Regions from separate parts of the Xenopus laevis genome. Here region 1 is linked to region 2. The links are chromatin contacts, called in public Hi-C maps. All regions are on one chromosome and are shown on one strand. Each heading gives the region's core, a stretch centred on a gene start, on an enhancer-like site or on the middle of the called end of the contact. The rest is flanking DNA. Distances are from core to core; before and after follow the strand shown. Region 1 holds the start of cox6a1.S (cytochrome c oxidase subunit 6A1 S homeolog). Region 2 overlaps msi1.S (musashi RNA binding protein 1 S homeolog).

Region 1 (3,438 bases), core at 57-2,556, 37 kb before region 2:
ACATGAATCGCCGGCACCGGCGGGACAGAACCTCAGCTTCATGGCAGTTGGGGCAGTCACAGGTGGTAGCGCCGAGCTGCGGACTGCCCGGGCCTCCACCACTCCCTGCCCCAGCCGCTACCCCTCCGCTTCCTGCACTACGCCGCCACCAGTACTGAAGTGTCGGCTGCGCTCGGACCATGGGAAAGGGACGGCTTGGCAGAGTCAGCGCAGGGAGCAGTGTCAGCAGCCAGTCACGGGCACACAGCAGGAGCAGCAGCCACAGACACACAGCAGCAGGTGGATGAAAGCGATGCCTGTCAGTGACTAGCCAGGGAGAAGAAATTGATTGTTGCAGGATGGATGGTTGCCTTTTCGCCGTTTCTGAAGCAGACAGGAAGTGGACATTCTGTAAGTTATTTTTTAATAAAGGCTTTGCTATTTAAAAGTTTCTTTTGTCTTAGTGTTTATTTTTCGTTGTGCACTAACGAATTTTTAAACATTTTTTTTTATGTTACTGGTCCTTTAATAAAGGCTTTGCAATCTAAAAGTTTTATTTGCCTAGGTGTTGATTTTTCATTCTATACTAACGAATTTTGAAAAAAAATTTTTTAATGTTACTGGTCCTTTAAGTTACACAGTGCAGCCATCTTGCAAGGCGCATTTGCAATATCAGCAGATTACTATACTGCACATGTAGCTGCACTTGCTAATTGGATCCAATCATAGTGGCACAAACTTAGTGGGATGAAACACATGCCAAGCAGGTTTGACTAATTCTTTTACTCTTTAATTCTCATTGTGAGCATGGCATGCTACCTGCTGGCTGACTAGACCAGTAGACATGAAGCTGGGTTTAATGTAATACAAGATGGAGCGCCTCTCACCTTTGTGCGGATTCTTAAATGCTCGTATGGAATAAACTCGGGATTCTCATGGGAGTGATGTTGCATCTTCAAGTAGACATTCAACATACAAACTGCCACCCCGGGCAAAGCAACAACGTAGCTCAGGATCTTCCAGGTACGAACTGAGGAAATGCAAGATCATCGAAGAAGAGAGCGTTTAGGACGGCATGACAAGATCATCCTGTAATAACCGCAGCCACTGACAGCAATAAAGGCCTCAGGACAACTGAAGGTGACCTCCAACAACATGGCTGCACACCCGTCTATGAAGTACATCCGCATCTCCTTACCTGCCCCGGCATGCTCTTGCTCTGCAGCTGCGGAAAAAAGTCTCCCGCGAATGGGCAATGAACGGCGAAGAATTCCGGAGAGCCTTCCTAAAGAAGCCATGATGTCCGTGAAGTCTGTCCAGAAGCGGACGTGACGCTCCTAAAATAAATGTATGCGGCTGTGACATCCGCATGCACGTCTAAATCATGAGGGATTAGCAGACTGCGCATGCGTTGGCGAAATTTATTATGCGCATGCCTAAGGAGGGAACAAAAAGCAACAGAGGAATGTTTGCACATAGGATAGGTTTTGCTTGATTTGACTATAAAAAAAACACAGATGACATTGAAACTTTATATTTTACACAAAGGACATTAAAAACCAATGCAGTAAATCTTACAGTAAGTTGTTTGGTGGGGCCTTTGGTTAGAACAGGCACTATTTGTTTTTACTCCCACCTCTGCTTTGCAGCTTCAGCTTGGCACAATAAGCCTTTTTCTTAGTTCAGGTGACTTGGTGCATTGTTATGTTTCCTGGGGCAAAAATGTATTTGTTGTATTTTAGAGTAACTGGATATGAGAAAAAAACATCCATGTGATGGAAATGTTCTAAGATGTTATCACTTTTACTTCATATTTGTTATATTATGAAACTGCAGATTAATGTGATTTTACTGGATGAAATGAACAGGCATTCACTTGCAGTGTGGATCCAATACAAGCAATTTACAACCATTTATTGTAAGAAACACAAGTGAGGATGTGTTTATCATTATAAAAAATGGAAGATTTCTGTGTAGTAAACAAATTACAGTTTCAGCCATGCTGCAAGTTGGCTACTTGGCAAAATAATGAATCTAGTCATGTGCGGGTAAACCTGTGGGTTGGGCAGGTCTGGGCTGAATTTTGGATGTCCATAGCAGGTGCAGGTTGGTTGTGGGTCTCACTGGGGTACTACAATATTGTAGTGGCTGTGTTTTCTGAGATATGGCTTTTTTTGTGACAAGCACAACTGATCTGCACGTGTGGGTTGGGTGTGGGTCCTAAAATTAAAACATTTTGCTGGGTTAGGATCGGTGTACTGTGGGTTATGGTTTTGGGGGTTAGGGTTGGATGTGGGTTAAGTTTTTCCTGACCGGCACATCACTTACTGAATCATTCCTAAATTTTAGAAAACTGGAATTAATAAGGGCATATTTTCAGAAGATCATCCTGGTGAATACCATAGTTCAATCTTATTTTCTGTTTCCTGACTAAAAGGAACATTTTCCTGACAGTCAAGAAAGTGTCAAAGCAAAGTGTCATCATTTCCTGTGTATGGCAGCAGTGGTAGAAGTACCAGGATGTGACTGCACCAGGGCCCACCAGAATTCTATGGTGTGCTGTTTTTTATGTTTCCCCCAATATATAGATAATTGGTGCTGGTGTGTTCTGTAGAGGTATAGTTACATTACTGCATGTCAGTACTCATCTCTGTTCTTTCATCTATGTTTCAAGTCACATATAAATAAAAGGAATACAGATAATTTTGTAAAATAAATTGTTATTCACAATTTTTGGGTTATCTAATTAAGTAGTTGTAAGTAAGGTGTTCTACCAGAAGAATAAACATTTGGTTAAATACGATGACATATTATTAATAGTTTCCTTTATTTTATGATTGGGGACTGAAAGCCCTTTAAAAAACTTTAAAATGAAACAGTTGAAAAGATTCAACTGCAGATAAAAATAATGGTTTTACGTTTATCTAGATCTACATGGTTATTAAAGGGGTTGTTCACTTTTGAGTTACATTTTAATATGATGTAGAGAGTGATATTCTAAGACAATTTGCAATTGGTTTTTGAGTTATTTAGCTTTTTATTCAGCAGCTCTCCAGTTTGCAGTTTCAGAAATCTAGTTGCTAGGGTCCAAATTACCCTAGCAATCATGGACTAATTTGAATAAGATACTGGAATGTGAATAGGTAAGGCCTGGATAGAAAGATGAGTAATACAAAGTAGCAGTAACAATATGTATTTTAGATGGTGTCAGTGACCCCCATTTAAAGAAAAAGGCAAAAAACTATAAAACAAATAAATAACAAAGACCAATTGAAAGGTTACTTAGAATTGGATACTCTATAACATACAAAGAGTTAACTTGAAGGTGAACCACCCCTTTAAATTAGAATTAGTAATGTGTCATTTTACAGTATTCAGCTGTTTTTGCATGCATAACAGATAGATCTCTGTTTTTTGTACTCTAATACTACAGTGAATAAGTTCATTCAGTATATTCTA
Region 2 (3,957 bases), core at 725-3,224:
TCACTTTCCCCCTTAATATCTGGTGGGGCCTTCACCCCTCCCCCCCAATCTTTTCAGTTGCACACAAAGACTTTTGCCTCTGTCCCTCTCCCCTGCAGCTCAGGACATACTAAGCTGCAGTCATAGTAACAGGACAGGGCTCCCAGAGCCGTTGATTCTCCAGGGAACCAAACGGTTTTGTTTGAAAAGCAAAAAAAAAACTCTTATGGCCCAAAGAGCCTGCCATGAAACTGTCTGGCACTGTAAAATGCAGAACACAGATAACATCTTTCTCCCCTTTTTTCTGTGATCAGTGTGATCCCCTACTTTTCATAATGTTAATTTATATTTCCCCATTTTATATTACACTTGTACTTTTCCCCATTTGTACATATCATACATGCTTCATTTACTATGGCTGCTTCAGGATCCCATTGCCCTAGATATCTCTGCTGTACAATGAATACTTCTATATGTGAACCGTAAAGTTTTCCTACTCTTTCAATCCTCTAACCCCAACCCCCCTCCTGGTTTTACAACCATGCCCCCTGAAACCAAGGAACATATGTAGTGGAGCTCCTTATGGCTTTTCATTTCCTTAAAACATGTTGAGAGCATTGAAGCCACATGACAAACATCCTTGTTAGGATAAAACATAATAAAATGTGTTCTAATTAATGTGCCTTCATTATTCGTTCACTCTAATGTACTATCATGGCAATGGCATGGCATGACCAACAATAATAAGTGAACATATTGATAGGTATACTTCCTACAAAACCTTCTCATCTATCAAATCTTGTGTTTTGAACAGGTGGATGATGCCATGTTAATGTTTGATAAAACAACAAACAGGCACAGAGGTGAGTATTTAAATAAGATATTAGAGCAGAGAGAGAGATCAGAGCCTTATACCTATTGACTTATATAATATTCCATATAAATATGTTTAAGAATGTGACTAGCACAGAGTTTGAATACAAGTCTGCAACACAACAATACACTGCTAACTGACAACCTTATTGGTATATATATTAACTGTTGCTCCAGCCCATAACTCAGCCTCTTGTTTTTAGTTGTCCAGATTTCAACTATGTTTGGAAATTGTTATAATTATCTTGACAATTAGGCTTCACAGTTGTATGTTATTGTTTTTCTTAAAACCTTCTTAATCCACCAGCTATTAATGCTCATGGTTTGAGCATAAAAGTAAGCAGTAATGCATTGCTACCTGGTCCTTTAGCACTTTGCATTGTACAAAACCCTCCACTGCTATTTAGGCAAACATGTATACTTTGCACCTCTGGATTCTCACATCTTTGCTTTGTTCATTACAGTGATGCTATGCATAACCAACACCTCCTTTCTTTGTATTTTGTTTTTTGTTGCAGGATTCGGGTTTGTGACTTTTGAAGGAGAGGATATTGTGGAGAAAATTTGCGATATTCACTTCCATGAGATCAACAATAAGATGGTGAGGGAAACATACATGACCTTGTGTTTTACTGTTTATGCATGCATGGAGACTTGTTAGGTATGGATGCTTATGGTGAGGCACAATCATGACGCACAAAGCCCAAGATTCTAATTTACAATAGGTGTAATGCCTCTGTCCTTCTGTCCTTGAAAATGTACATGGGGCTCATTTGCTGTTTAAGTGATGCAGCTGCATGGGTGTTAAAATTGGGCCATTTGGATTTTTTTACTTTTTCTTTTTGCCCCTGCACAGGCCAATTCTTGGCAAAATGGTGGCCTTTGTTTACAAATGAAATGGACACCCTATTAATATTTCTTATTTTGCATAGTAGCATTTTGCTATCTAATGATGCAGTTTGCTTCAAGTTTTATCAGTCATAAGGATCAGGATCATTATGCTCTGACTTCAGCAGTTAGTAAGTGCAGATCCTAGAAAAATCCAGGCTGGGATAGATATAAGGAAGAGCTTCAATTTGGCTTCCCTTTGTCTTAGGCACCTATTCTGTCATTGGTTTAAACCCTTAAGGCTGGTCCTGTGTTGCTGTGCTAATAGCTACTGCGTGTGAACCCTAACAATGTAGATTAGAATGTGATGTGGCAGGCTTTCTGAATACACATGCAAAATTCTTTATTGATGCTAATTATAACAACAGCTGCTTGTGAATCAGTGCAAACTTTTACCCGGGGGTTAATGGCATGCACAAAGGCCCACTGTAAACAAACAGAAGTTTTGTTTATGACAGAGACATGTAAACTCTGCTTTCCAACTAGGTAAAGGAATAGGAACAGGCATCTATAGGTGTAATTCATTTTTATGTTTATATTTCTTGACAAATACAGACACAAGTAAAAAGTTATTAGTGCTTAAATTTGCTTTAAAATATGGTTTCTTATCCTGAGCATACTCACCTGTATATAAATAAAAACCTTTATTAACACAGAGTGCATAGACACAGAAGCTGAGCAACATTTTAAATATATAGGAGTAATTTACCAAAAAGTGTGCTCTTTAGTGCTCATTCAGCAAGCACCTCTTCCCAACTCGCTTTAGGGGAAGAGATAGAAAAAAAAAGGGATAGGGAAAAAAAAAAATCCGCACAATGTGCAGAGGACTGCAGCAGGGGGCGCAGGCTAGCCCTATCCAAGTTAGGGGTGGGAGTTAAGGGAGGGGTTCCTCCTTCTGCCTGCACATTATAAATACAACGCTGCTGAATGCAGGCAAGGATTGTATCATTGGGGCAGCCGCAGGGCTGGCGGAGTAAAGTAAAATTGGTGTCATGAAAACAATTAGATTTACAAATGCCTCACTCCATTTTTGTCAATGCAGAGTTTTTGAATACTTCGATGTTAAATAGTCAGCTGGGCACTGGATAAGACACAGGATAATATTTTTTGGAAATAGGTGCCCTTTAAAGTGCCCAAAAGGTATGGGAAAGGGGCAGACACTGGGAATTTAATTTAGCTTTATACTGTAAACTTTTGCTTCTAAATTCATAGACTGACAAAAAGGCCTCTCAATTCTATCAAACTTGGATTTCAGATATTACTCTTGAAAGGCTCAAGCATTAAATCTTGGCTTGCTTGAATCTGTAGTGTTGCTTGACAGATGTAACCTAACTTTTCTTCTAAATTATGTGTTGGGTCATTAGCTCAGATTATCACAGCATCCACAGTAGAGAGGGCATGAGCTGTGCCTTAGCAAAAAAGAAAGATGGAGAGGGGTAATGATCTTCTTTAACACGTGGGCTGCTGGATCTTTGGGATGGGGAGGTACTTATCTTCTTTATCAGGTGGGCTGCTGGATCTTTGGGATGGGGAGGTACTGATCTTCTTTATCATATGCGCTGCTGGATCTTTGGGATGGGGAGGTACCGATCTTCTTTATCAAATGCGCTGCTTGATCTTTGGGATGGGGAGGTACTGATCTTCTTTATCAGGTGGGCTGCTGGATCTTTGGGATGGGGAGGTACTGCTCTCCTTTACCAGGTGGGCTGCTGGATCTTTGGGATGGGGGGTACCGATCTTCTTTATCAGGTGGGCTGCTGGATCTTTGGGATGGGGAGGTACTGATCTTCTTTATCAGGTTGGCTGCTGGATTTTTGGGATGGGGGGTACTGATCTTTTTTATCAGGAGCAGGGCCGGATTTACATAGTGGGCGCCCCTAGGCCCACTGGCGTTAGTCACCCCTGTCACTACCCCTTTATTCGTGCAAATTTTCATTATCAATGGGGATTGGTGCATGGGAAATTTAAAAAATGATTGTATTTCCAGCGCATCCCAAGTGTTTTTGAACCAATGTGGGTGTGGTTGGGCAGCATGCCGCCCCCCTAAAATCCTGCCGCCCTAGGCCTGGGCCTAGGTGGACTTTCCACAAATCCGGGCCTGATCAGGAGGGCTGCTGGATCTTTGGCCTGGTGCAGTAAGCAGAAAACAAACAGTACAGCATCTCTAGCCTTCTATTATGTTATTTCTCCTTGTTTGAAAGGATTTGGATTTTTGAT

What was found. Hi-C and Micro-C count contacts between places; a contact is called where the count stands out from the background.
Region 1: a Hi-C map of the XTC cell line shows a contact between it and region 2, with 2.2 times the contacts expected there. The contact joins the promoter of cox6a1.S here to the enhancer-like site in region 2. A contact is called at or near these places in 2 of 4 Hi-C or Micro-C datasets (the XTC cell line and animal cap).

What each region holds. Positions count from the first base shown.
Region 1 is chr1S:140,733,346-140,736,783 of Xenopus_laevis_v10.1, reverse strand. It overlaps cox6a1.S (cytochrome c oxidase subunit 6A1 S homeolog), which reads right to left and starts at 1,306. Exons shown (of 3, transcript NM_001093881.2): 1 at 1,178-1,306; 2 at 867-1,009. The coding sequence starts at 1,277.
Region 2 is chr1S:140,696,453-140,700,409 of Xenopus_laevis_v10.1, reverse strand. It overlaps msi1.S (musashi RNA binding protein 1 S homeolog), which reads left to right. Exons shown (of 15, transcript NM_001090571.1): 7 at 794-842; 8 at 1,371-1,453. Among protein-coding and RNA genes, the nearest start is that of msi1.S, 12 kb to the left of the region's middle. Within about 2 kb of position 1,974, at least 2 of the 7 cell types and tissues checked have an H3K27ac peak or open chromatin away from gene starts, as enhancers often do. A contact at or near this core is called in animal cap, where this site is marked.